Linked DNA regions of Mus musculus: all the other regions are linked to region 3. A link is a contact called in public HiCAR-type, HiChIP or PLAC-seq and promoter capture Hi-C data. All regions are on one chromosome and are shown on one strand. The core of a region is the stretch at or near the end of the contact, and the rest is flanking DNA. Distances in the headings are between cores, read along the strand shown. Region 1 overlaps Lrrc8d (leucine rich repeat containing 8D). Region 2 overlaps Lrrc8d (leucine rich repeat containing 8D). Region 3 holds the start of 4930542N06Rik (a long non-coding RNA gene). Region 4 has its middle 28 kb from the start of Zfp326.

Region 1 (6,368 bases), core at 2,067-4,566, 360 kb before region 3:
CTAAGACAATAGCAGTGAGAGATGAGAAGGAGACAGGGGCTGTTACAGCAAATGATACAGTTTGTGGCTTAACCCAACAAGCTTTCCTCTCAGTCCTAAAGGCCAGAGCCTGAGGTCCGGATGTCAGCAGGGCCGGACGCTGTCCCCCTGCATGCCAGGAGAGGCCAGAGGAGTTCTTTGGGCTCCTTTTACAAGGGTATGTGTCTCTTCATTTACTAACGGGTCCCCAGGCTTTAGGTTTCAACAAAGCCATCTCAGGCAGAACATAAAGATGTAGGTGGGAACAGGAGCCCTCTGCTTCCAGGATGTATTACCACAACAAGAGGTTCAGCACATTCAGAAAGGCATCAGCAACTCGCCACACCGAAGCACAAGAATCCCAACTGCTCACAGCATCACTCCACAGACGTATCTCACGGAGGGTCCACTCCTATCACCTCTTACTAAGGTTACAGTACAAAATGCCAGGGACTGAGAACAGAGCCCAGGACAACATCTTGTATCAGATGTTACAGCATCTAAAATGTTGCCCCTGACAGCACTGATAGGATTTCTACTGCAGGGACCTGGCATCTACTCCAGGGAGTGGATGCCTGACTTGGGGACTGAGTGACTCCCACCAACCTCGGAGAACATTTCCCGAGATTTCTTTTCCTTCTTTCCTTTGCACATGATACTCCCTGCTCCCGGGGGAGTGTGCTAATTCTTCTCTTGCAATCCCGGCTGTCTTTTTTCCCCAGCTATCTGAGAAAATTAGGTCAAATTTGAACCATAAAGTTGGATATTTTCCTGTGTCAAAAAGCTTTGAGTGAAGCTGGGTGGACATGGACATGGTGGTGCAAACCTTTAATCCCAGCACTCGGGAGGCAGAGGCAGGTGGATCTCTTTTGAGTTCGAGGCCACCCTGGTCTACAGAGTGAGTTCCAGGGCTACAAAGAAACTCTGTCTCAAAAAAAGTCCTAGATAGATAGATAGATAGACAGACAGACAGACAGACAGACAGACAGACAGATAGGGCTTTGAGTGTGTCTGTCAAGCACCTGAATTCTGTAACCACACTCTAGGCCATAGAAAGCCCTTGTGCTCTTTAAGTGCGCCAAGCCGCACACCTCAGTCCCTCAGCCTCTGTGGGACTGCATCCGCAGAGGCTGTCACTGCCTCTACTGTCTCTCCACTTCAGTCTCCTTCAACGATTACCTTCCTGCTGATGCCCTTCCTAACCAGCTCCCACCCACTGCAATGTTTTCAGAGCCCTTGTAACCACGTGAAGGATTTTTATGATTAATTTGCTTATGTGTCCATAAGGTAAGACCTTAGCATGTAGGAGAGTGCCCAAGGTCTCTGTGTAATTTACCTTTAAAACAAAACAAAACACCCACACTGGACTCGGTCTCTACAGCCCCAGAACTTCCTATTAGACCAGGCAACCCTCTATAGCTAAAATTCTTCCTACCAGTGCCACTTAGCTGCTAGGATCAAAGGTGTACACCCACCACCATGTCCTGCTGGCCTGTTTGTAAAGAGCAACAGAAGTGGAGTTCAGGTTCCAGGCAGCAGCACCTCTCTAAAACAGCCCAGTGCTTTTTGTGTCCTGAGCTTCCTATGGGCCAGGCACACATGGTGGATGGGCTGGAGGCCATGAGCCAGGGTGGGAAAGACCTGGGCAACAAGCCGTGTTGCTTACGACACTCAGCTTTTGAGCAATTCTCAGGTAACAGGCATTATACACAGGGAGATGCAGGCTGAGAGACCTGTAGGAGAGAGAGCCCAGGCCAGGGAGAATAACCAGGAGGGCAAGCAGTGTTCCAGAACTGGACTCTTCAGCCATGAGGACAGGCTAGAAGGCCTGTCCAGAAACACACAGCTGATATAAGGTCGCATGAAAAGCAGGATTTTAGCTCAGCACCAGACACGTTGCAAGAATGCTGGGTATTATGGTAATTATAATTGATATCATGGTTACTATGACTATTAATAAGAGAATTCTCCATCAGATGTTTTCCTAGCGAAGTATTCCAATTAACACATAAGAACTGAGTGGGGAAAATAGAAAACTCACCATCAGGCAAACACCGTGGAAATGGCCGAGAGGCCGGATGCTGAGCTCAGTGGGCAAAAGGATAATGAAAAGCTAGACAGCGGCATGGCCCACAGCGCTTCTCCATCACACACATACCGCGGTGGGAAAGGCAGCAGATTTACAATGGGCTGAGCACAGACTCTGTTATGTGCCGTCCCCAGTGACAAGATGCACCAGCGTTACGGCTGTCTGTGTGTCTTAATATGATAACCTGGGAAGAAAATGGCACTTCTGTGGCCTCTTTTTTTTTTTTTTTTTTCAAATCCCTTTTTTTAAAGATTTATTTATTTATTATATGTAAGTACACTGTAGCTGTCTTCAGACACTCCAGAAGAGAGAGTCAGATCTCCTTACAGATGGTTGTGAGCCACCATGTGGTTGCTGGGATTTGAACTCCTGACCTTCGGAAGAGCAGTCGGGTGCTCTTACCCACTGAGCCATCTCACCAGCCCTTTTTTTTTTTTTTTTTTTTTTTTTTTTTAAAGATTTTATTTATTTATTATATGTAAGTACATTGTAGCTGTCTTCAGCCACTCCAGAAGAGGGAGTCAGAGGGAGTCAGATCTCTTTAAGGATGGTTGTGAGCCACCATGTGGTTGCTGGGATTTGAACTCTGGACCTTCGGAAGAGCAGTCGGGTGCTCTTACCCACTGAGCCATCTCACCAGCCCCTTCTGTGGCCTCTTAACTAAAAAGTGTGAGGCTTCCATCCAATCATACCCGCCCAAACCATAAAGGCACAAAATACCAGCAGGCTTCAAGAGAATCTGAGGAACTACTAGGACTGAGGGAGGGGGGAGGTTAGGAGTTGTGTGAAATCTGCACAGGACAATGACTGATGGGAAAATTGGTGGAATTTAAGGTGGAAGATGACCCGATTGGTCAACATGGATGCTACCTTCCACTTCCACCATCATGAGACACACGAGACATTAACTTCTGGAGAAGCTGGGAAAAAGGTATCTGAGAATTCCATGCATGGTTTGCGTGATTTTCCTCAAGTCTAAAATGTTTCAAAACCAAAAACACTGAAATAATGGATGAAACAGAGCCAGGAACTGGAGATTCTGGCAGAGATACAGGGGATGAGGAGAGGCTGAGTCAGACCTGAATTCTGGCTTCTGGGATTCCAGACCAAAGGACTTAAGGAAAATAGACAAAAGTGTACCTAGCCCAGGGCTACGAATACCAGAACCTTGACTCTAACCAGAAAGAGAACTGTTCTGGTTTGAACAGTGGCTCGAGGGTGGAGTTGGTCCAGTTCCTGGTGACTCAGCCACAGAGCTAAGCATTCACTAACAAGTCCTTGCAACACGGAGGCCCCAGGCCTGGGTGCCTAGGGTGTGGTGTACTCCTCCTACGATGCTCCTGGAGCATTTTGGATGAGAGCAGGGGAAAGGGACCCAAGGAGACGGAGGTCTCACTATTTAGACAAGGCTAGCCTTAAATGCATAATCCTCCTGCTTCAATTTTTCTTGTGTTGTGAGTTTCTGGAGCCCCTGTTTAAAATAAACATTTAAGAAAATATAATACAGTTTTAGGTTTACAGAAAAGTTAGGAGTATTACCAAGGGTTACAATTTATCTCATACTCAGTTTCCCCTGTTGTTAAGGTCTCACATCAGTGTGGCACATTTGTCAAAATGTATCCAATACAAACAGCAAGACACAGTAATGTTCACATTCTGTTGATTTCCTAGGGCTACTTTCTATCTAGGATCCCATGCAGGGCATGTGACATTCATTACTGCCTACTTCTGAGGTTCCTATTGTTTCCTACAATTTCTTGGCTTTTTTTGTTTGATAGCCTCGACCGTTTAGAGAAGTGTTGGTCAGGTATGAACTTCCACTGACATTTGTCTGACGTTTTCATCATGGTTTTAAGACTATGGGTTTTAGGGAGGTGAAAGGTTACCCCACTTTTTGCTATGAACAATGTGTGGTTTTGTTTTACAATAAAAGCTATGGTATGTGTGCTTGTTTGCATGTGATCTTGTCAATCTCAAACATATTTCCTTTTATTAAGTGGGCTGCACAAGTGTCATTTTTATGGGCTGTGAATACACTCTGCTTCAAAATAAAAGCCAAAGGAGACTAAGGATGTAGCTATTGACGGGAGCTAGACAAAGTATCTCAACATGGCGATCTCCTGTGAAGAAAGACCAAGTCACGAAGAAGTCATCTAAATGTCCAAGAGACATTTGTTCCACCTTAGGAAAACCCATGTAACAGAAACTGGAGGACACAAAAACTGACTGCCTGCTCGGCCTCCGTAGTCTGAAGTCTGAGGGAGGAGGTGCTTTCCTATCCAGGATTTGTGTTCATTCCAGCTAAGTAAACAGAGAGGAGGACAGACCGACGTACCCATGACAGCAGCAGGAGGGTCTTCAGAGCTGCTGTGTAGTGCCCTTTGCTGTCCTTCAGGGGCCAGAACACAGTAAAACCTTCTAATAGAAATAGTCCGCTATCAGAACACACAGATACAATTATAAAACTACGGTGTCCTAATGTCCTATGATTTATTACGAAGGAGAAATAAAATGGGGGAGGGGAGCACTAGTTACCATGGTCAAGGCCCTGGGTTTGATTCCCAGTCCAACGGTAACAACAAAGGGAGGAAGAGGGTCTGTGTCAAGATCCAAATTTTCTTGGTCATTCTTTAAAGGAAGATGGATGTCCAGGCTCTCACAACCCATAGTTCATGCACATGTAGGAATACTTCTAGATAGAATAAACACTATGTATAGTGCTTTAGGCAGGAAGACCCACGTGAGTGGACGTCACACAGGCAATACTGACTCGACCAATGCCTGATGTGACTGAGGAAGAGAGCTTGTGTGAAGCAGTCATGGGAAATGAAGGAAGGGGAAGGGTTTATTTAACCAGAGGTCAAAGGGCACGGAAGCCCGAAGGGAGTTAGGCTTTATGTAGTAGGTAATAGAGAGTACAGATTCACACTGACATGAAAGTGCTTTAGAAAGTGAAATTCCTGGCTCGGAGACACAAGGAAAGCTGGGTGTGGTGGCTCTCGCCCAGAAGCCCAACTCTGAAGGGTGAAGCCGGACACAGCCTTGAGTTCGAGACAGGAGAGGGTGAGTGTGGGGCAGAGAGAGGGCTGCAGCTAGAACTCTGCAGGAAACGGAGAGGCTGGGGCAGAAGCTGAGAGGTTGTGTTCAAAAGGGGCAACCTTGGTGGGAACTGTGATAGCTTTAAAAAGAAACAAAGACCAGGGCAACAAGGTCACACTGGGAAATCTGCGGGGATCCTAGTGTCATCTAGTTATTCATTTGCAGACTGTTCTCTGGGTCAGGCTGTGTGTGCTGGGGCTTAATAAGTCTCACTTCTCTCTTCACCCTCCCAACTCGGGGAGAAACTATTGCTCTAGTTCACGATGGGGACGTGGATGTACAGAGCAGCTTGTGGGAGTCTCTCTGCTTAGAACCAGAGCTCACGTTTGCCAAATTCCACAGCTCTTACCCCCACGTTACCGCCCCAGGGTCAAGCGTGAAAAAGCAGCAGCATTCCCTAAATAAAGGCACTGCTCTGGATGCCCTGCCCCGCCCTGCCTCGCCCCTGCTTCCACTAGGGCAGAGCATCATAGATGCAGCTTCTGATATGTGGATGTGGATAAACACAGCACTTAAGAGTGCTAAGCAGGTGTTCGGTATTATTTTTAATTATTAAGTGGGAGTTTTCCTCCTGTGACTAATATCTTGATATAGAAAGGGCCCCACCTCACCTAGACTACTTCTTCTGCAGCTCACTCTGAAGACGAACATATTAAAGGCTTACTGTAAGAACATTTTCCCTCAAGGCACTCCGGGGCCTAGATGAAAATCCCTCCCGTAGTTTCAGGTGCGGACTGTGGCCTGACAGATACTCCTCCAACACAATGACCTACTTTCCCAGCAGTGAGAAAGCAAGAAAATGTTAGCGTAGACCAACCAGCCTCCTGCTTTGTCTTCCTGCAAATCATACCTGGAGAATATGAGCAATGCTGATCAAAGCGAGAGGGCTGAGGTCTCCACCCTGTGCTGGGGCTGGAGTCAGCGGAGAGCTGGGTGCTTAGAGGTGGCAGCCACTGGGGCATGCACAGAGGACCATGCTTTCCCAAGTCCTGTCTTCACTGACAGCCACACACTACTGTGTGGGGAGCAGACACTGAAGTATTATTTTACAAAGGAAGTAATTAAGGCCTCCAGAGACCTGCATCTTCGACACGGTCACTATGCCAACGACACCACTTGGACTATATATGATGCTGTGGGGCACACTGGGGGTGTCCATCAG
Region 2 (6,034 bases), core at 2,184-4,683, 300 kb before region 3:
TCATTTCTAATGTCTTTAATGCTGAAAAATAGCTTCTCCCTTGACAGAACTGTTTACCTTCTCAGAAAAAAATAATTATCCTTCAAAAGTCATGGCTAGCATCATTTCTCAGTTGGTGTCCTATCTGCCTAGCATGCCTGAGGCTGCTGGACTCGTCCCCAGGAGAGAATAAACGGGGCTGGGTGGTCCTCATCTGTAATCTCCAGACCTGGGGAGTTTAGAGGTAAGGCGATAAGAAGTTGAACAATACACTTGGCTACAAAAGAGGTTCAAGGCCAGACTGAGCTACAACCTTGCCTCAAAAGTCAGCAGCTGCTACAAAGTTTAAAAGAGAAGAGTGGGCCAGTCATAGAGATGCCTTTAGTCCCAGCACTCAGGAGACTGAGGTAAGACCTCTGTGGGTCTGAGGCCAATCTGGGCTACATAGCCAGATTCTGATCAGTCAGGGCTACACAGGGAGACCCTGTCAGGAAAGAAAGAACAGCCGGGCAGAGGTGGTGCACACCTTTAATCCCAGCACTTGGGAGGCAGAGGCAGGCAGATTCCTGAGTTTGAGGCCAGCCTGGTCTACAGAGTGAGTTCCAGGACAGCCAGGGCTATACAGAGAAACCCTGTCTTGAAAAACCAAAAAAGAAAGAGAGAGAGAGAGAACAGAAAGCAAAAAAGGAAAGAAAAGAAGGGAGGGAGGAGGGTTTGTAAAGGCCTTTACTCAGTGGATCACAGGAAATGTACAAGTGACCATCTCAGGGCTCCAAAGAGTCTAAAGAATGAACTGAGAAATAAGGAGGGGCGGGGAAAGCCTCCCCACCCCAGGATAGGGGCTTCAGCTATAGGATACAGGCTCCAGCTGTATCCTAGCAAGCTTGTTTATGTAAGCAAGGCGTGCTCCTAGAAAATAAAAAGCCTTAAAAGAAGGAACCCTACGTAATTGAAACTTCCTGATACGTCAGTCACTCTCGGGACTCTTGTCTGTGGTCTGGGCAGCTATTTTCAAAAGGACAGATCTCGCCAGGGACAGAAGTATGGAAGGACTGCCTCTGGGCTGCAGTTACGACAATAACGATAGCAACAAAAATAACGATAGCAACAACTAACTCTGAGCCAGGAACTACTGCATCCGTTTTACATAAATTATCCTCACCACTAACCACACACTCACATCTTCATTTTAAAAGGAAGTCATGTCACTTTGCCGTGGACCTTTATCAGCTAGTGGCACAGTAGGGCTGTAATGTAGGCAAGACTCCAGAAGGCATATTATATAGTGTGATAGTCAAGGGAGACAGGCAGCCAACAGTAAACCCCCATCTTCCATTTCCTTCTAATATACGAAAGAGGAGAGTTTTACACAATGGTATGAAATGCAGAGCAAGCTGAGCACTCCTCTAGCTACAAGTGGAGAGATGGCATAGACAGCATATGTCCAATGACAATGCTCTGAAGTTACACTTATTTACAGGGAATAGAAACACACTGTGGGACTGGAGGTAGTTCAAGGTGTGAGCGCTACATTTCAGCTCCCCAGCATACATACACACACACATACACACTCAAGCTAGACAGTCACACATCTGTAATCTGGGGGCGGGGGTGGGGAGCAGGAGGCAGCAGACATGACAGCTAGCTCCCCAGAATTCACTGGCACAACCAGAGCATTTGTGAGCAACAAATCCACTTAGAATCTCTATCTCTGGCACAACCAGTCAATTTGTGAGCAACAAGTCCACTTAGAATCCCTATCTCAAAAGATAGGTGGAGATCAATGGAGAGAAATACCACGCCGGCAGACAGTTGGCCTCAGACTGGTGTGCATACACTCACACTCATGATTGCGTGCGAGTGAGTGCATGCATGCAGGGTCTGATGACTGGTCTCTTCTCAGAGTTTAAAAATCTCCCATACAAACTGCAGATTGGCTGTAAGCCAGACTCTCCTCCTAAATGTCCCAAAGTCCTTGCCAGAGTGTACAGTCACACGCAGGCTCCTTGAACAGTTTCTCAGGCCTTACCCCAGATCTGCTGCCTCGGAGTGACAGCAGGGGAGCTTGTGGAAGCTGTGCATTTAAATAATTCCCAGGTCCTAAGGAACGCCCCCCACCCCACCCCACCCCCAGCTGCTCTGGCCATGCTGCAGACACACTGCTGCTTTCTCTCCCTTCTCAAGAACCTACGGTTGGGGGGGTGGGGGGGGTTATGGTCCAGGCCTGTAGTCCCAGCACACGAGGGGCAGAAGCAGAAGAATAAGGCCTTCAAGGCCAGCCTGAGCTACATAAAACTCTGTCTCAGAAAATGAAGAGAAATGGTCAGGTGACTCAGCCACCTAGGGAAATGCTTGTCACACCAACCTGAGGACCTGAGTTTAGCCCCAAGAACCACCGGAAAAGGACAGGGCTGCTTCCCAAACACACTGACAGTGGCTGGCACATGCCATGCATGCACCCATGATCTCTGATAAGTAATACAATTAATTTTTTACAACTAAAAGATTCCATCCTCGAATGGAATGCCTTTTGTTCAAAAGCCCATACTCCACAGCAGGATGCGTTGACCCTCCAAACATGCCCCACACCTCCTCTGACCCCCAGTCTGCCACAGAACCAAGTTATAGGCTGTCCCAAGGTCCCTCCCTCTCTTACTACCTGTCACCATCTCCTTTACCAGTCAGCTCCTGCTCAAGTCACCCCTAGACTTTGCAGTCAAAATTAGTCTCCCCCTTAGAGAAACTGCCCCCAAAGCGCAGCTCATACAAGTACGCAGTACAGACTGTGGGCTGCCACGTGCCAAATCCTCTACAGCTACTCTCATGCTGGCTGCTACTCCCATGCTGGCTGCTCCCTTAAAGCAGGGTGAACACAGAGAATTGCACACCTTGAGTGCCAGACTTGAGTCGAACGTTTCACTGAGTTACAGCCCAGCATGGTAATGCTGACATGTTACTTTGTGCGAACCCCAGTTTTAGAATCTCTGATATGGGACAGAGATGGCAATGGCCTTCAGGACTGAGGGGGGAAAGCTTGGAGAGTTTAGACAAAATGCATTATTAAAGTGGTCACTGTCTTGTGGTCAATGATAGGACCTCCACGTACTTCCTCTCCTGCTGAAGTGCATGGTAGACAGAGCGATACTCAAAAGGGTCCTCTTTTCTCAAAATAAAAAGGAAGGGAAGGAGGAAAAGGAGGAGGGAGAGGGATTTAAAGTCATAAACAGGGACTTCTGAAAACCCTTTCTCCTTACTCAGTTTTGTTCTGCTGTGAAGGGCCTTTCATAATATTTCTATTGAAAAGCCATTCCTTGCTTTCCTCAAAAAAAAAAAAAAAAAAAAAATCAATGTACCAAGTTTTAGGCACAAGCCCCTCAGTCTCCCTCCCACTCCAGCTTGGCTTTCCACGATGATCTACAGTAACTGCCTGCAGCCAGTGTTGCTGCCCAGAGAATCGCCTGCTTCACCCTTAAAACAAATAGCACTTTGTGGGGAAACTGGAAGCCAGCCCAAAGGAGGAGGAGAGAGAAACCAAGAAAAAAAGAGTTGGGGCCAGAAATGGAGTCAACGCCCACACTCTGGTCTCCACACTAACACAGGTAAGAAGGGACTGAAAGAAAGAGTTCAGACCAGCACAGCCTTACCCACCTACCCACCTCCCCACTCACTATGGAAAACGAATTCCCAGGCTCTGCAAGGTTGTGATGGGCAGCTCATTATCCATCACATGTGGCTTTTGTTGTTAATGAAACACTGTTGCATGTAGAAGCTCCTAACCCTCGCCAAGCCAGTTACTGCAGAGATGGGCCCCTCCCCCTCGCACAGGGGAGGAACCGCAAGTTTTAAGAAAGCCAAGGTCACACGGTGTGCAGGCTGAAGAAGACACGGAGAGCTCAGAACTCCCGTTCTTTAAGCCCCAAAGCCCAGGTCTTTCCCACAGCTCACATCGATTATAAGAGGCGATTTTAAAATACACTTTGGAAGCTCACCAAGCGCACGCCTGTGAAGGACAGGTAAAACAAGGCAGGTTTTGTGTTCCTGAAAAGAATTTGGTGGCAGGGATGAGGGTTGTCACAGCAACAGGCTCTCGGTACAGTCTCAGACTGGTCAGTCCACTGTCTGGAACATGGCTCCAGGAAGGCTGGAGTTGGGCTCTCTGTTCTATGCTTCATTTGCTCGTGCCGGTTACGGGAAGCTCATGAGCAGAGGCATAGGATTTTCTTTGTTTCCAGTGGAACTCTGATGTTGATCTCAAGACTGTAGTGATATGGAAAGTTAAGGAAATGTCTAGAACAGATCTGCAGGCCAAGCACGGTATCCCCACACCTGCAATCCCAGTACTTGGGAGGCAGACACAGCCGAATCACTGTGGGTTCAAGGGCAGCTGAGCCTGAGGGAGATCTGTTTAAAAAAAAAAAAAGGCCAAATTAAACAAACAAGCAAACAAACAAAGCAAATGTAGAAGTATGGGTGCTTCCAGACTGGGTGCCCGGGGTGCCTTCTCTCTTCACTTTACACAATTTCACTTTATAAGGAGATTGATGAAGGCATCTTGAGGGGGTAGGGAGAGCCAAGCAGTAGTCAAGCAGTAGTGGTGCATGCCTTTGATCCCAGCATTGCTTTTACATTAGCCGGGATCCTGAAGCTAGCCTGCTTAGGTTCAAATCACCCCTCTTTCACTTAACTATAATCCAGACTATGTGACCTTGAATTACTCGGCTGTCCTTGGTGACTGGGCGGAGCAGCTGATGGAAGACTGACCTTGGTTTCCCTGCTACAAAACAGGTCTGCTGTGCAGAATTCTGTGCAGAATAAATGAGCTAAGGCAGTAATAAAGCGCTCCCCACCACAGCGGGCACCAGGCAAGCTGCAATCGCATTCCCTCTGGGTGCTTCCAGACTGGGTGCCTGGGGTGCCTTCTCTCTTCACTTTACACAATTTCACTTTATAAGGAACTTGATGAAGGCATCTTGAGGGGGTAAGGAGAGCCAGGCAGTAGTAGTGCATGCCTTTGATCCCAGCATTACTTGGGAGGCAGAGCCAGGCAGATCTCAGTGAGTTCAAGGCCAGCCAAGGCTGTTACAGAGCAACCCTCCCAAAAAACAAAGAACATGTCTCGTACAACTTTTTAGTTCACAATGTCCCAAACCACTGCAAAGACACTTCCTGCGTGTGAAGAATGTACCTACTCTTCTGATACCACAAACTTGTTCCATAATGAGAGAAGGAAAAACATCCACGCCAAATCCATACTGTTGTAAGCATTTGCCGAGGGACTTTTAAATGCAGCCATTCTAAAACCCTTAAAACACTGGAAATTTAAAGCTTGATTGGCTAGAGCCATCCCCCTGACCCCCAATACTCCCAAGCCATGGAAACAAGGTGTGTTAGCAGCACACACCTGAAACTAAGCAAGGCAGAAAATCCCAAGTTTCAAAGTTCAAGGTTAGGGCAGAAGAGATGGTCCTTCTGGCGGACCCAGGTTCAAGTCCTCGTACCCAGTTAGCAGCTCACAACCCTCTGTTGTTCCAATTCCAAGGGACCCAATGCTTTCTTGCCCTCTTCTGACCTCAGGACACCAGGCATGCGTGTGGCATACAGACATGCATGCAAGCAAAACACTTATACACATAAAATTAAAAACCTTTTACAACCCTCAAGATTAGCCTCAGCTACATTATGATTTGGGGGCCAGATGGACTTACATGAGACTGTCTCAAGAAGAATAGACATTTAAAGTTATTCTACTCGGGAAGGATTGGTTCCGTTCACGCTGTGATATCACTGCTAAGGTTTAAGGTTACAACCTGCAGATGAACACATAGATTCTCTTCCCAGGGAAAAAAGTAAAGTTCCAGGACAGTCCACTAGCCACTGGTGTGTGTGTGTGTGTGTCGGTGACTGAGACTTACAAGACAAAAATGTGTCCTGGGACATCCTTGTAATGGATTCTGAACTTGTCTAGTGCAGAGATCTTCTGAAACGCTTCCACTTTCTTCTGTTTCAGAGGATGTGTGCCTAAGTATAATTCAACTGAATAAGGATGCCCCAAGCA
Region 3 (6,419 bases), core at 27-2,526:
AGCACCTGCAACCTAGGAGGAGGAACCACCGAGTCTTTAAATGGAAATCAGTTGACCCCTTCCAGCTCAAACGCTAAAATCACAGCTGTAGGCCAGTAAATACCCCAGAGCATAAAATGTCGACAGGAGGCTCCAGGGCAGGGGGCAAACGGCGGGGACCTGGTGTGGACCCCCTCGAGCGAGCGCCTTCACTTAAGGGGAGACCAGGGTGGAGAGGGAGGGCCTTTCCCTTCGGGGGCGGGGAGGGGGGTGGTGGATACACAGGTGCGTGTTCAGCCGTAGGGACAACGAAGGCACCGCCTGGGCGCGGCCGCCCCCTCCTCTCGCCCCATCTGACCCCAACATCCAGGAGAGGTGCCCGCAAGGGACCGCGCCCTCCTTCCCCCGGGGGCGTGGGAGCCGGGCGACCGCGGCTTAGCAGGTGACTGTGCCACCTGCCCGCAGCGGGAGACCCAGGTGAGGCGCCGCCAGGTAACAGCACCTGCCCTGCCGCCCCCACCTGCTGCTGCGCTCCCCCTTCCCCCGCCGTCCCCGCCTACCTTCGTGTCGGAGCCCCCAGGCCCGCGCTGCCCGGCCGGCCGGGGCGAGCCGAGCGGCCGGCGCCCGCACTCCGGCGGCTGCGGCTCAGCGGGAAGCCCCGGCGCTGCCCGGCTCGCCGCCCCGGAGCCGCTCCATTGTGACGCGGCGCGCGCGGCCGGCCAATGGGCGCGCGGCGGCGCGAACCGCTGACTAAGTTCGCGCGCGGAGGAGGAGCGGAGCGCGCGGGCTGCGCAGGCTGCGCAGGCGGGAGCCGGGGACGCGCAGCGCCGCCTCCGAGCCGCCCTTACCCGGATCGCTCCGCCACCCGGCCCGAGAGTCCACCCGGCCTTGGGACGAACCGCGGGGGCCGGTGACTCACCCTCCTGCTGCACACAAAGCGCAGCTGCCACCTCCCGGAGCCAACGCCATGCGGCCGCCCGGATGCACTCGCCCAGCCTGGCATCCGCGGTGCATGGCAGCCACACGCCTCGCCAGGAGCTGGGGCTGCATTCCAGAAACCCAGGAGCCGGGCCTTATGGCCGTTCCCCAGGCGCTCCACCCCAGCAGAAGACCCCTGCCTTCTCACGTGTGCACCCCTGAGAAACTTGTTATTGACACAACTTACTCTACCAGGAAGGGTGGGGTGTGCCGCGCAGAGCCTGCCTTAGTGAAGTCCCTTTAACGCTCTTTAAGTCGAGTGACTGGAAAGGTTGTAGGGCCCCTGGGAAGGAGGAGAAACTAAGCAGCTTCTGGGCCTCCAATACCATCTTTTTCTTTCCAGTGTCTTTATCTTCAGCGTGAGGTGACAAGATAGAGGGAGTACACATAATAGTATTTCATTGAGGATGGTCACCTGTCCCCCATCCACATTCTTCTCCTGTTAATGGCCCTGTATTTGAAGAGTAACAGTGTGCCTTGCAAGTTAAGCAAAAATTTAATCCAAATTCAGAACTCTGGGCTATTTAATAGTTCTATCCTCCTCCTCGAATCTTTAACTCCCCCACACCCTCCCTGTTCTGTTTTAAGCTCAGTCTTTGTCCAGGTTATTTCTAGCACAAGGATTCAATTCAGCAAGATTTGTATCTCTTAGTTGCTATGGTGTTCCCATCCCTAGGTAACAAAACACTCCCAGAGGAGTAAAAGAAGACAGCATTTGAGTCACCTGATCAGTTGGGCACCCAATACCTCCACACACTACGAAGGTGTGGAAGACTGCGCTGTATCCAGTAGCGACCAGTCATATCAGAACTCCAGCCCGAACTGCCCTGGAAGTCACTGCTATACCCGGTCCTTGTCCAATTCACTCTGAGTGGCAGTTGCATTGAGTCTGAAGCAAACATTGAAAACACTGTGAGGACTAACGGCTCCACAGCTAAGAGCACAGACTGTTCTTGCAGAAGACCAGAATTCTGTTCACAGCTGCCGACAACTCCAGCTCCAAACGTTCTGACACCCTCTTCTGGCCTCCAAAGGCATCCACACATATATGCACCTACATATATGTGCTCCCACACACATGTGCACCTACATATATGTGCTCCCCCGCACACGTGCACCCACATACGTGGCACACACACTGCACACACACACATCTTTTTTTTTTAATTCTTTCATTTGAACATACAACATATTGTCATTAAATTGTGTGTATGACCTTGTGTACACATTTGTAATTCTAGATGTAAGTATGGCCCTCAAACTGCTTACCACCTGGACAAAGAGGTGTTTGTTTTTTTATTTTCTTGTTAAGATTTGTATTTTTATGTGAGCATACTGTAGCTGTCTTCAGACACACCAGAAGAGGGCATCCAATCCTGTTAGAGATGATTTTGAGCCACCACGTGGTTGTTGGGAATTGAACTCAGGACCTCTGGAAAAGCAGTGTTCTTAACCACTGAACCATCTCTCCAGCCCCCAGACAAAGAGTTTTTTAAGTATCAGTTTGAGGGGGAAAAGTAAGTGCTGTAATAGAATCAGAGTATTCTAACATTATAAGCTGGACGTTTCTGATTTTTTTCTTGGCTTAATGTTTGAGAAGGGACATTTCCTCCTCCAAGACCCTAATAATGTTTTCTGTCACAACAACATGGCTGCTTGTGTGACTTTGGGGAAGTTACTTAACCCTTTGTGTCCTCGTCTCTACAGCCAGAGATTATAAGCTTGGTGGTCAGTTTAAATTCAATGGGGATGCATATTAAAATCGGCTTCCTTGTTTGTAGCTCAACCTATCAATAGGAAGCAACGGAGATCAAGTTCATTCAAAATGTGTTACGTCTGGCAAACCCCACAGATGTAGCTGTTAAATGTGATTGCTGTTAATACATTCCTAATTTTCATCAGCAAATGATGGCAGTTCTTATTACGACAGTTGTAGGAGCCAGATAGAGGACTTTGTACTGCTCTGGAAACTCCTGGGCTGTCATTCAGGTTTTTCCGTTTTTGCTTTAGGCTCCAGGTGCATCATGGCCTCAGCTGCTCTCAAATCTGAAACCTGGCACATCAGCATCATCTTGGCCCTTAAAGAACATATTTGGTGTCTTCCTCTTGCTTATCTGCTCTGGACGTCATCTTAAAATGGTGGTTCATCTTCTCGGCTCTTCAGACAAGCTGTAGATTAGAGAAGCCAAAATAAAATGATCTAATTTTCTGCAATGCCTCACTCTTTCTGGCGGTAGGGTCTTTCCATTCATGTGACAAAGGGACTAAGACCAGAGGTGTGTGTGGTCAGTTCCTCTGTATAATTGATGGTCACTAAAGTCACAGATGTTAGAAAGTAAGGGATTGCTTCAAGTTTGTCATCTTATAGGTAGGTGAACTCAGTGACCCCAGGAAGGAATTTCCTAACTTGTGGGATTGGCAGGTCTCTCTTGTGTTAGTTTCCTGGAATAAAACAGAAAGGTCTTTGAGCAATATGTAAGCTCCACACCATGTGGCTGCCTTGATGAGGTGAGTTTTCTCTGCTCTTGGAAGAACTTTGGGTGGTTTATAAGAGACAGAATAGTATCCAGCATTAATAGTTCTTTCTCCAGAGGTCGGAGGGATGGCTTAGTGGTTAGTGAGATGACTTGGTGGTTAAGAGCACATGACTCACAACATCGTAGCACCAGCTTCAGGAAATCTGATGCCTCTGCCCTCCTCAAACACTTGCACTCATGTGCACCCCAACACACACACACACACACACACACACACACACACACAAGTTAAAAGTCAATCTTAAAATAGTTCTTTTTCATTTTAGTAATTTTTCAATTTCTGTGATAACGAGAAATCCTTTTTTAAAATGAAATATAGATCTGATAGAGGTGAAGACAGAATACCAAAGCAGCTATAGTAATGAATTATCTTAAAAATATAGACCCTCTTCTTGTAGAGACGGTATGTTCAGAGGGCACATCATCTCTCTCTCCTACTCCTCCTCTTCCAGTCTCTCGATATACAGCCCTGTATATACACGGTATACTCGCTATAGAGCCTGTATATACACGGTATACTCGCTATACAGCCCTGTATATACACTGTATAATCACTATACAGCCCTGTATATACACTGTATACTCACTATACAGTCCTGTATATACACTGTATACTCACTATACAGCCCTGTATATACACTGTATACTCACTATACAGTCCTGTATATACACTGTATACTCACTGTACAGCCCTGTATATACACTGTATACTCACTGTACAGCCCTGTATATACACTGTATACTCACTGTACAGCCCTGTATATACTATGTACACTAGGATGACCTTGATCCACCTTTGCTTGCAGAGTGCTGGGACCAAAAGCATACATAAGCCATGTGCAGCTAGCATAGTGCCTGCTAAAATGGATGTGAGCTGCAGTGCACACACATTTGGCTGGAAGTGTGCAAGGTTTTCTGTGAGCATCCATGTGAGTGAAGCCACCTGTCTATCACAACACCGCCTGTCATGGCCACACTTGGCACTGTGGGACTCAGGGTATCATTTGCTGTTCTCACCCCTGTAACCAATACCAGACAAGAAATCATGTGGGAAAGGAACTGTTTATTTTGTCTCCTGGCAGCTTGGAGGCAGAGGCAACTTACCAGGCTGTGGTGGCAGCAGTGTGCAGTCACTTATACCCAGGAGGAGGAAGGGAGAGGGAAACGCACAGTTATCCACTGGCCCTCCCCGCCCCAGCCATTTTATTCTGGGACCCCAGCACGTGGGCTGGTATAGCCCACTTTGAGGACTGGTCTCCTTCCCCCAAAGCTGTGTCTCATCCAAATGCCCTCAGTGCTCCTAAAACTAATCAAGTTGACCATGGAAAGAATGTAATAGCAAGGAGCGTACTGAACACAACCCTGAATATGGTCCATCCAGCTTAGGGGTTCTAATGTAAAACAGTGCTCTGAGGCTGCACTCTGCTTTCATGGCTTGGCTCAGGGCCTTGAGTCTGCTTTCAGGTCACAGCTGCTGTTCTGGAGGGGGACTCTATCTAGTACCACCCTATGCTGCTAAACTCTCAGCCTGCAGCAGCTCCAAGGTGGGTGGGGAAATGGGGTCAGGCCCGAAGACACAGACTTATAATTGTCTCTACAAGGCAGCATCGTCAGTCTCACAGTTGGTAGCTCTGTCGTCGTGTCCTGTCAGCCATCTGCTGCATCTGCCAGGTTAACTGCATCAGGTTGAGCATGCTGCCACTGCTGAAGAGTTGCTCTAACCTCCACAGGCTCTTGGTGACTGTGGCTTAGAGATAAGCTTTCCAGGAGCCTGGAACACATTCTGAGAATGGCTTTGAGAGTGGGCTCAGCAGGGAGGGCTCCCAGCCAGGCAGAAGATCAGGTATCTATACATGTGCTTGGAATAAGTTAGCTTGACCTAGAAAGCCAGACTGCCATTGTGCAAAGCCTGCTGTGAGCTTCTGTATGAGTCCATCGCCTAGTGTAGTCTCAGCCTCAAATAGTCATGGCCACAGAGTGTTCTTACCACCTGCTGTGTTATGCAACTCGATCTGCCTTAACCAAACACCATCTTCATCAGAACAGTGCTGTGAAGGTGGCGCTCCTCAGAGTCCTCCCCATGGGATCCTCTATGGTCCTCCCTGGGAGAAAACACAGTTCCTGCAGGAAGACTCGAGACATCCTCATTTGATCTGTCTTCTGGGAATTTGTCCAAATATTTCTTTGAAAGTTTCCCATGCATCCCATTTAAAGAAAAGATGCTGTCATCTGGGTCACATTGAGTCCATCCAAGCATCCTGGCTGTTGTTGACTCATGTCCATAAAAGGGAGGTGATTCTTAAGGAAATACGGGTGAGTGGAACCAGGTGGGAGCCCAGGGGTAAAGAAGTGGCTCCTGTCTCCTTCCCCGGATGTCATGGAGTGGGCTGCAAACCACTCTGAGGGATCCTCAGTAGGTGGGAGACAATGGTTCCTGCTGGGAGCCCTGTGAGGATTCACCCTTTCTCCCTCAGCATTGTTGAAATCTAGGCAAAGGGTTTCCTGCTGCTGGGAAAGTGGCCTCACACTGAACCCTTTTTCAGCTGGACTTTGTAGACCCCATTTTCCCCACTCAGTAGCTGTGTTTTCTTTTTATGGCCCAAGAAGAAAGCATTTGCTAATTTTTTGTTTTTAGTGTATGTGTGTGTGTGTGTGTGTGTTTATTTTGTTTGGTTTGGTTTTTGGTTGTTTTAGACAGAGTTTCTCTGTGTAGCCCCAGCTGTCCTGGAACTCACTTTGCAGACCAGGCTGACCTCAAATTTGGAGACCCACCTTCCTTTGTTCCCTGAATGCTGAGATTAAAAACTTGTTTGTGTCTCTACCATCTAGCCTATCTACTAATTTTACTACATGCCAAATACTTACCTTCATTCTTAATTCTGGTGAGTCTTTAAAAGCAGGAACAATATATTTGTTTATTAAGGG
Region 4 (6,270 bases), core at 661-3,160, 430 kb before region 3:
TGTGAGTACCAGCATCTGGGTGCATGCTGCAGCCTGTGAGTACCAGCATCTGGGTGCATGCTGCAGCCTGTGAGTACCAGCATCTGGGTGCATGCTGCAGCCTGTGAGTACCAGCATCTGGGTGCATGCTGCAGCCTGTGAGTACCAGCATCTGGGTGCATGCTGCAGGCTGTGAGTACCAGCATCTGGGTGCATGCTGCAGGCTGTGAGTACCAGCATCTGGGTGCATGCTGCAGGCTGTGAGTACCAGCATCTGGGTGCATGCTGCAGGCTGTGAGTACCAGCATCTGGGTGCATGCTGCAGCCTGTGAGTACCAGCATCTGGGTGCATGCTGCAGCCTGTGAGTACCAGCATCTGGGTGCATGCTGCAGCCTGTGAGTACCAGCATCTGGGTGCATGCTGCAGGCTGTGAGTACCAGCATCTGGGTGCATGCTGCAGCCTGTGAGTACCAGCATCTGGGTGCATGCTGCAGGCTGTGAGTACCAGCATCTGGGTGCATGCTGCAGGCTGTGAGTACCAGCATCTGGGTGCATGCTGCAAGCTGTGAGTACCAGCATCTGGGTGCATGCTGCAGCCTGTGAGTACCAGCATCTGGGTGCATGCTGCAGGCTGTGAGTACCAGCATCTGGGTGCATGCTGCAGGCTGTGAGTACCAGCATCTGGGTGCATGCTGCAAGCTGTGAGTACCAGCATCTGGGTGCATGCTGCAAGCTGTGAGTACCGGGAACACAGATGTCAAACACCACCCACAACAGGATCTATCTTCGCAGCTGTGTGCGAAGGGTTGGAGTTCAGACCAGGGTGGACTTTCCCACGTTGGGAAGCCAGTGGAAACAAATCTCTTCGAAAGCATTCTGAGTCAATGAGTCTCCACCTCATTCTATTCAGTCCCTTTTTGCCATAATTGCTTTGGAGACGCTCTTTTGCCATCATGAAATAAAATATTTAGCCTCTATTACACACTTATGCACATATGTTACACACACACATACATATATACATTACACACATACGCACATCTGTTACTCACATTTGCACATACGTTAGGGGAAAACACACCATCTAGGATGACCAACAGTCCTAGTTTGCTTAGGACTGAGGTTTGCTGGAACACAGGACTTTCATTTAAGCTGACACTACAATATAAAGGGGGAACTAATGAAGAGTAATTAAAATCAATTACCATGTACAAGAAACCCTTGGCTGGGTTACCTTAGTGGACTCACTGAAATAGCCAGTGGATGGACCAGAAGTGCCCAGACAAAGGATCTTCCAAGTGTCTGAGACTTTCTTGAAGACATAAATTACACAGAGCTACTTTATCTATAGGAAAAGTGAAAATTTTGAGGGAACACATACCAACCACTTCCTACATGTAGACCAGAAGAAAATAAATAAATAAATTTCCAGGCAATCTCACTTCAGGGTTGATTCTGAGGAACTTGGAGGGCCCTGCCCTTTCATAGGGGTTGAGTCTTTGGAAATTGGCCAACATGTGTAGCAGAGAGCCCAGGCAGTCACAATATGGGTTTGTTTAGTCCTCTCCAACTGCTTGGAGATACCCCGCCCTCAGTAAGCACTCGGGTGCATTGAGTCTGGCTGTGGGAAAAGGTACCAGACAGAATGGGGAGTTGGAAGTCGGGCTGACAGGGGTCTAAATCCCACCTAGCAAAGGCTAAGTCTTCAGACACTTTGAAGAGCTTGCCTGGTGCTTCAGTGTCCCACTTTTGAAGAATATCTGTGACACTGTAAGGAATACAGAACGCAGAACACCTTGCAGAGGCTGCATGACAGCTGTTTCTTTATTGTTATGTAGCAAAGCAGCAATTACCGCTAAGCAGAGGAAGTGGGGTGGGGGGGACACACACATTTCCAGTGGCCTACTTCCTGGAGAAAATAGATACCAGAGACAAGAGGAGGACTCAATAGTGACTAACTCAGGAGGATCCAACACTGGAGTCACAGTGCAGGATGAGGTCACCTGGGTTTGTCATTGGTGACAGGTGGCCTTGGTGCTGCACTACTGTAGCACTACTGAGTAGCTCAGAGGGAGTTTCATATTCAGAAAGCCTGGGTTCCCGTCTCAAGTATCCTTCTCGTCAGTAAGCTGGGAGGGAAAAAAGATCACTTCATTTCTCAGGATCTTTATAAGTACGAGTTTAATAATACCAGTTTATTATGACATTGAATGAGACATGGAAGACGCCTTGTTCTCAGCCAGACTCCAACACGGCCACCCTTAACTAACCGAAAGCTGTGACACCAGCATTGGAAGAGACTCGTTTGGGAGAATCCCTTCTCTGAGAAGACTTTTAAAAGCATCTACACCCCTCTCCCATATAAAGTCCCAACAGAACCAAAGTATGACTCCATCCAAGTTTGCTCTGGGGAACCAACGAGTTAATCGGACTACTTACAGAGTAGGGTCACAGGCAGAAGCATGGACGACCCTAGTGCAGTCCCACGGGAAAGCATTCACCCAGCATCCCTGATGGCTTCCCCATTATCCTCCCTCAGCCCATATGCTTCAGTGGCTGTTGTGTAATTAGGGCAGAACTTCACACAAATGGCTGTGAGGAGTGGCTAGAGTCCCAGGTGAGGGTCTAGTGACCCTCCGCAACTCCTCCTTCTCTGAAAGAGGGTCAGTGGTCATAAGACCTGCTCTTGGTGGCCTCTTTTAAGCACGGCTTACATGATGAAGACCCTAAAAGGTCTGATGAAGATGGATACAGTTCTGCCTAGAGAGCCACATACCACGACAGGCCTGAGCAATGTGAGCTTCAGTTCCTAGTGTTTCAGCCATGCCAGGGAGTTTCTGCCAGGGTTACAGGTAATATCCAAAAGTATTTCCATTCATTACACAGTGTCATCTTCACTGTGAGCCCCATGCTGACAGAGCTAGCCAGTTCAGAAACATGGCTGGTTGCCCTAACACAGAAAGGGTAAGACTATACCAGGCATCCTGACCTGCACCAGCCTGCAGTGTTTCTACACATATTCTTTCTGCCAGAGCAAATGATGTGGTACCTACCGCCTTCAACAGGTGGGAAATGAGGATTTCCAACAGGCTCTGCAGCAGCTCATTTTGTAGAATATACGGCTAGCATTCATGAGTCCTGGTGTTCCAGCCCCGGTGTTTCATAAACTGGGCATAGGGTCACACAACTCTAATTACAGATTTCTCTAGGGTAAGTAGAGACTGGAATGTATCCTCAAATTCAAAGCCAATTTGGATTCTACCAAAAAAAAAAAAAAAAGACCGTAGGTTGAGATATTTATGGACAGCCACAATGACTTCAGGTAGCAAAGACTTGAGAATGATTCAATCGTCTGTTTTCCCAGAGAAAGACTTGTTATGAATCAGCTTGTTGAGAACTGGCACTTTACCAAGGATATGTTTTCTTTTCTTAACGAAAATAAATTATTAGCAAATAGTCTTGCTGAGTTGCTGCCGTTTCCACCATGGTTTCCGTGGCCTTGCCTCTGCCGAGCGACAGCTGAGGCCTTCTCTTTACTACGAAGATTACCTTCTCTTGGTCAGAAAGCTGTGCTTACTTTGGTCTTTTCCCATTCCCATTTGGCCCACAGAATGGAAGACTCCAGCAGAAGTTATAGATTTGGAGCAGGCATGGTGGTACAGGCCTATAACCCCAGCAACTGAGAGGGTGTATGTATCAGGAATTCACAACCTCCCGGTGAGTTTAAGGAAGGACAGGTTGGTGGGCTACATAATACCCTCAAAAAAACAAAAACAAAAACAAAGGGGAAAATGGCATTTGAAATGGCCAGTGTTTTTGTGTTGTTGTTGTTTGTTTTTGTTTTTGTTATTTTAACTTTTAATGATCTAGAACTCATTCTATTGTCCAGGCTGGCCTCAAACTTGGAGGGATCATAGGCTTGAGCCATGACACCCAGCATTTCTTTACCATCTTTTAACATGTGGATTGATTTTCTACAGGGAGCCTTCTGTAAGCCCAGTGTGGGGTCAGGCACCAACCGTCTGATGTCACTGGGATAAAAGAACAACAGACATACTATTACTCATGGTTCCACGAGCAAGGGATTTTGGGCTCACTTAGCGGACCACTTTGGCATAGCAACAGTAATAACATCATCCAGGGATTATTGCTGTGGTTGTCACAGCAACAGTAATAATGTCATCCAGGGATGCAGTATCTGCCGGCCTGACTGAGTATGAAAGGTCTGCTCCCTAGGATTCTCCCTCACATGCTGGAAACAACACTGACGATGGAGGACTTCCCCTACAGAAGTGACCCAAAGGAAGAGCAGCTGTAGAGTCCTCAGGGCAAACTCAGAGTCACACCATGTCCCTTCTGCAGTACTCACCTGCCACAGAGCCGCAAGGGGGGTGATCACCAGGGGCAAGGATCGCTGAGGTATCCCGAGGGGCTACCAAGGAAGTAGGACAAGAGTTCTCTCAATGTAGCAGAAGACCCTCCCAGGAAAAAAGGTTGGAGGTGATGGTGATGGTGATGGAGGTGATAGCTCTGCTTTTCTGCTGCTCACAACCTAGCATCTAAGACAATTTCTAGCATGTAAAGGTGTCTCAATAGAAGGTTCTGTAATAAATAGACAGGAAAGCCTTTTTTAGATGTCTCTGTGAAATTGACAAACATGTATCTTTTCAGTTTCAAAGAAAGCAGCCCAATGGCTTGTAAACATTTTCTTACATCGTGGATATGGTAATTGCCGAGAAAAGAGTAAGACCTACTAAGCTTCCTCCAACTCAGCTTATTCTTATCAGAGCCTTTCTGAGTCCTGGTTCTCCACTCCATAAAGCCAGAGATTTGCATTAAATGATACCAAAAGCACTTCCAGGATGAATGTCTTGATACTATTTGTGCTGTTTGACCTCAACTTGAATTTCACTATATACCTAACACTAGACTTAGAGAAAACTATTTTTGATCTATACTCTGCTAGAAAATATATTATATCTAAAGTCTGATCTGTACCATCGACTGTTCTAGATGTGCCAGGCTTGGGGCTGAGCTGTATGGGCAGGACATGAAGATTCGAGAGTTCTCCTAAGAATTACTCTAATGGAAATTTGGTTGGAAAACAAGTATTTTTTAAAAAATATTTTTAAAGATTCATATATGCAAGTACACTGTAGCTGTCTTCAGACAATCCAGAAGAGGGAGTCAGATCTTGTTTCGAATGGTTGTGAGCCACCACGTGGTTGCTGGGATTTGAACTCCGAACCTTCGGAAAAGCAGTCGTGCTCTTACCCACTGAGCCATCTCACCAACCTGGAAAGTAAGTATTTTAAGACTTAGGGGAGAAAGGCAATTTTGAAAATGGTTTCTTGGATACCTGTTAAATTATGTGATTTCAGCATTCTGTTTTCTCGTGTCTGAGAATGCAAGAGATCAGGCTGGAAGCAGGAAGAGCACATGCAAGCTAGGTGTGCAGTGATGGCCTAGAGAACCGCCCACGTGTCATGGGGCACAGAACAGTTCTCTGGGTGTTGCCCAGCCATGAGGAAGATAAAATGGGCACTTTCACCCTCGAGAGACCAGGGTGGCTAGAGACACAGCTTAGTGGTACAATACGTGCCTGGCACTCATAAGGTCGGGAGTTCTATCCCGGCCACCACAAGAGAACAAACCCAGAGGCCAGCAAAATGGCTCAGTAGGTAAAGGCACCTGCTGCCAAGCCTGACAACCCAAGCTCAATCCCCAAGACTCAGCTAATGAAAGGGAACTGACTCCTGCTCCTTCAGATTGTCCTCAGATCTCCCCAGGCATTCTCTCTCTCTCTCTCTCTCTCTCTCTCTCCCTCTCTCTCTCTCAAAAAATAAACAAATGTTTAGTTTAAAATACAACTAGAAATTTATTGAGGGGAATAGATATCATATCAATTCTGTGTCTATATGCATATATATTCCTGTTGAGCATGTGCATGGGGGCGGTGTGTGTGTGTATATATGTGTGTGTATATATATTTGTGTATGCATGTGTGTGTATGTATGTATTTGTATGTGTGTATGTGTGTGTGTGTGTATACTTGTGGAAGCCAGGGGTCACATCAGATATCTTTTAAAAATATTTATTTATTTTATGCACATGAGTGCACTGTAGCTGTCTTCAGACATACCAGAAGAGGGCATCAGATTCCTTTACAGATGGTTGTGAGCCACCATGTGGTTTCTGAGATTTGAACTCAGGTCCTCTGGAAGAGCAGTCAGTGCTCTTAACCGCTGAGCCATCTCTCCAACCCTAGTTACCTTTTTAAATAGTTTTCA

Evidence for each region. Promoter capture Hi-C pulls out the DNA fragments that hold promoters and counts their contacts. HiCAR-type assays count read pairs that join an accessible place to other places. HiChIP or PLAC-seq counts read pairs in DNA pulled down with a chosen protein or histone mark.
Region 1: a contact with region 3 is called in a FOXA1 HiChIP or PLAC-seq map of pancreatic cancer cells. The contact joins the enhancer-like site here to the promoter of 4930542N06Rik in region 3. A contact is called at or near these places in 8 of 39 promoter capture datasets (the C10 cell line, the HPC-7 cell line, cranial neural crest and 5 more), 1 of 484 Hi-C or Micro-C datasets (3T3-L1-derived adipocytes), 6 of 115 datasets of contacts at active chromatin or transcription factors (bone marrow-derived macrophages, double positive thymocytes, embryonic basal ganglia and 3 more) and 3 of 9 other capture datasets (adipose tissue, embryonic stem cells and liver).
Region 2: a contact with region 3 is called in a HiCAR-type map of astrocytes, with 2.8 times the contacts expected there. The contact joins the enhancer-like site here to the promoter of 4930542N06Rik in region 3. A contact is called at or near these places in 17 of 39 promoter capture datasets (the 3T3-L1 cell line, the C10 cell line, the HPC-7 cell line and 12 more), 1 of 15 datasets of contacts at CTCF or cohesin (large pre-B cells), 3 of 484 Hi-C or Micro-C datasets (cortical neurons, embryonic stem cells and stem cell-derived neural progenitor cells), 20 of 115 datasets of contacts at active chromatin or transcription factors (the 230-238 cell line, DN3 thymocytes, the SCID.adh cell line and 15 more) and 3 of 9 other capture datasets (adipose tissue, embryonic stem cells and pancreatic islet).
Region 4: a promoter capture Hi-C map of the HPC-7 cell line shows a contact between it and region 3, with 7 times the contacts expected there. The contact joins the enhancer-like site here to the promoter of 4930542N06Rik in region 3. A contact is called at or near these places in 23 of 39 promoter capture datasets (the 3T3-L1 cell line, 3T3-L1-derived adipocytes, the C10 cell line and 13 more), 12 of 15 datasets of contacts at CTCF or cohesin (CD8 T cells, the G1E-ER4 cell line, the NIH/3T3 cell line and 6 more), 129 of 484 Hi-C or Micro-C datasets (the 3T3-L1 cell line, 3T3-L1-derived adipocytes, the AtT-20 cell line and 70 more), 28 of 115 datasets of contacts at active chromatin or transcription factors (the 230-238 cell line, the HPC-7 cell line, the SCID.adh cell line and 20 more) and 4 of 9 other capture datasets (adipose tissue, embryonic stem cells, liver and 1 more).

The regions. Positions count from the first base shown.
Region 1 is chr5:105,776,424-105,782,791 of GRCm38.p6, reverse strand. All of the region lies in intron 2 of Lrrc8d (leucine rich repeat containing 8D), which reads right to left. Among named protein-coding and RNA genes, the nearest start is that of Gm42166, 75 kb to the right of the region's middle. Within about 2 kb of position 3,316, at least 83 of the 459 cell types and tissues checked have an H3K27ac peak or open chromatin away from gene starts, as enhancers often do. A contact at or near this core is called in 3T3-L1-derived adipocytes, adipose tissue, bone marrow-derived macrophages and 1 more, where this site is marked.
Region 2 is chr5:105,713,395-105,719,428 of GRCm38.p6, reverse strand. All of the region lies in intron 1 of Lrrc8d (leucine rich repeat containing 8D), which reads right to left. Among named protein-coding and RNA genes, the nearest start is that of Gm42166, 12 kb to the right of the region's middle. Within about 2 kb of position 3,433, at least 69 of the 459 cell types and tissues checked have an H3K27ac peak or open chromatin away from gene starts, as enhancers often do. A contact at or near this core is called in Th17 cells, astrocytes, cortical neurons and 4 more, where this site is marked.
Region 3 is chr5:105,410,033-105,416,451 of GRCm38.p6, reverse strand. 4930542N06Rik (a long non-coding RNA gene) reads left to right here and starts at 1,276. Exons shown (of 2, transcript XR_389449.3): 1 at 1,276-2,200; 2 at 2,968-3,166. It overlaps Lrrc8b (leucine rich repeat containing 8 family, member B), which reads right to left and starts at 677. Exons shown (of 5, transcript NM_001033550.3): 1 at 540-677. It overlaps Gm32051 (a long non-coding RNA gene), which reads right to left. Exons shown (of 2, transcript XR_389452.2): 2 at 2,530-3,399.
Region 4 is chr5:105,845,086-105,851,355 of GRCm38.p6, reverse strand. No RefSeq gene overlaps it. Among named protein-coding and RNA genes, the nearest start is that of Zfp326, 28 kb to the left of the region's middle. Within about 2 kb of position 1,910, at least 23 of the 459 cell types and tissues checked have an H3K27ac peak or open chromatin away from gene starts, as enhancers often do. A contact at or near this core is called in the HPC-7 cell line, Th2 cells, bone marrow-derived macrophages and 2 more, where this site is marked.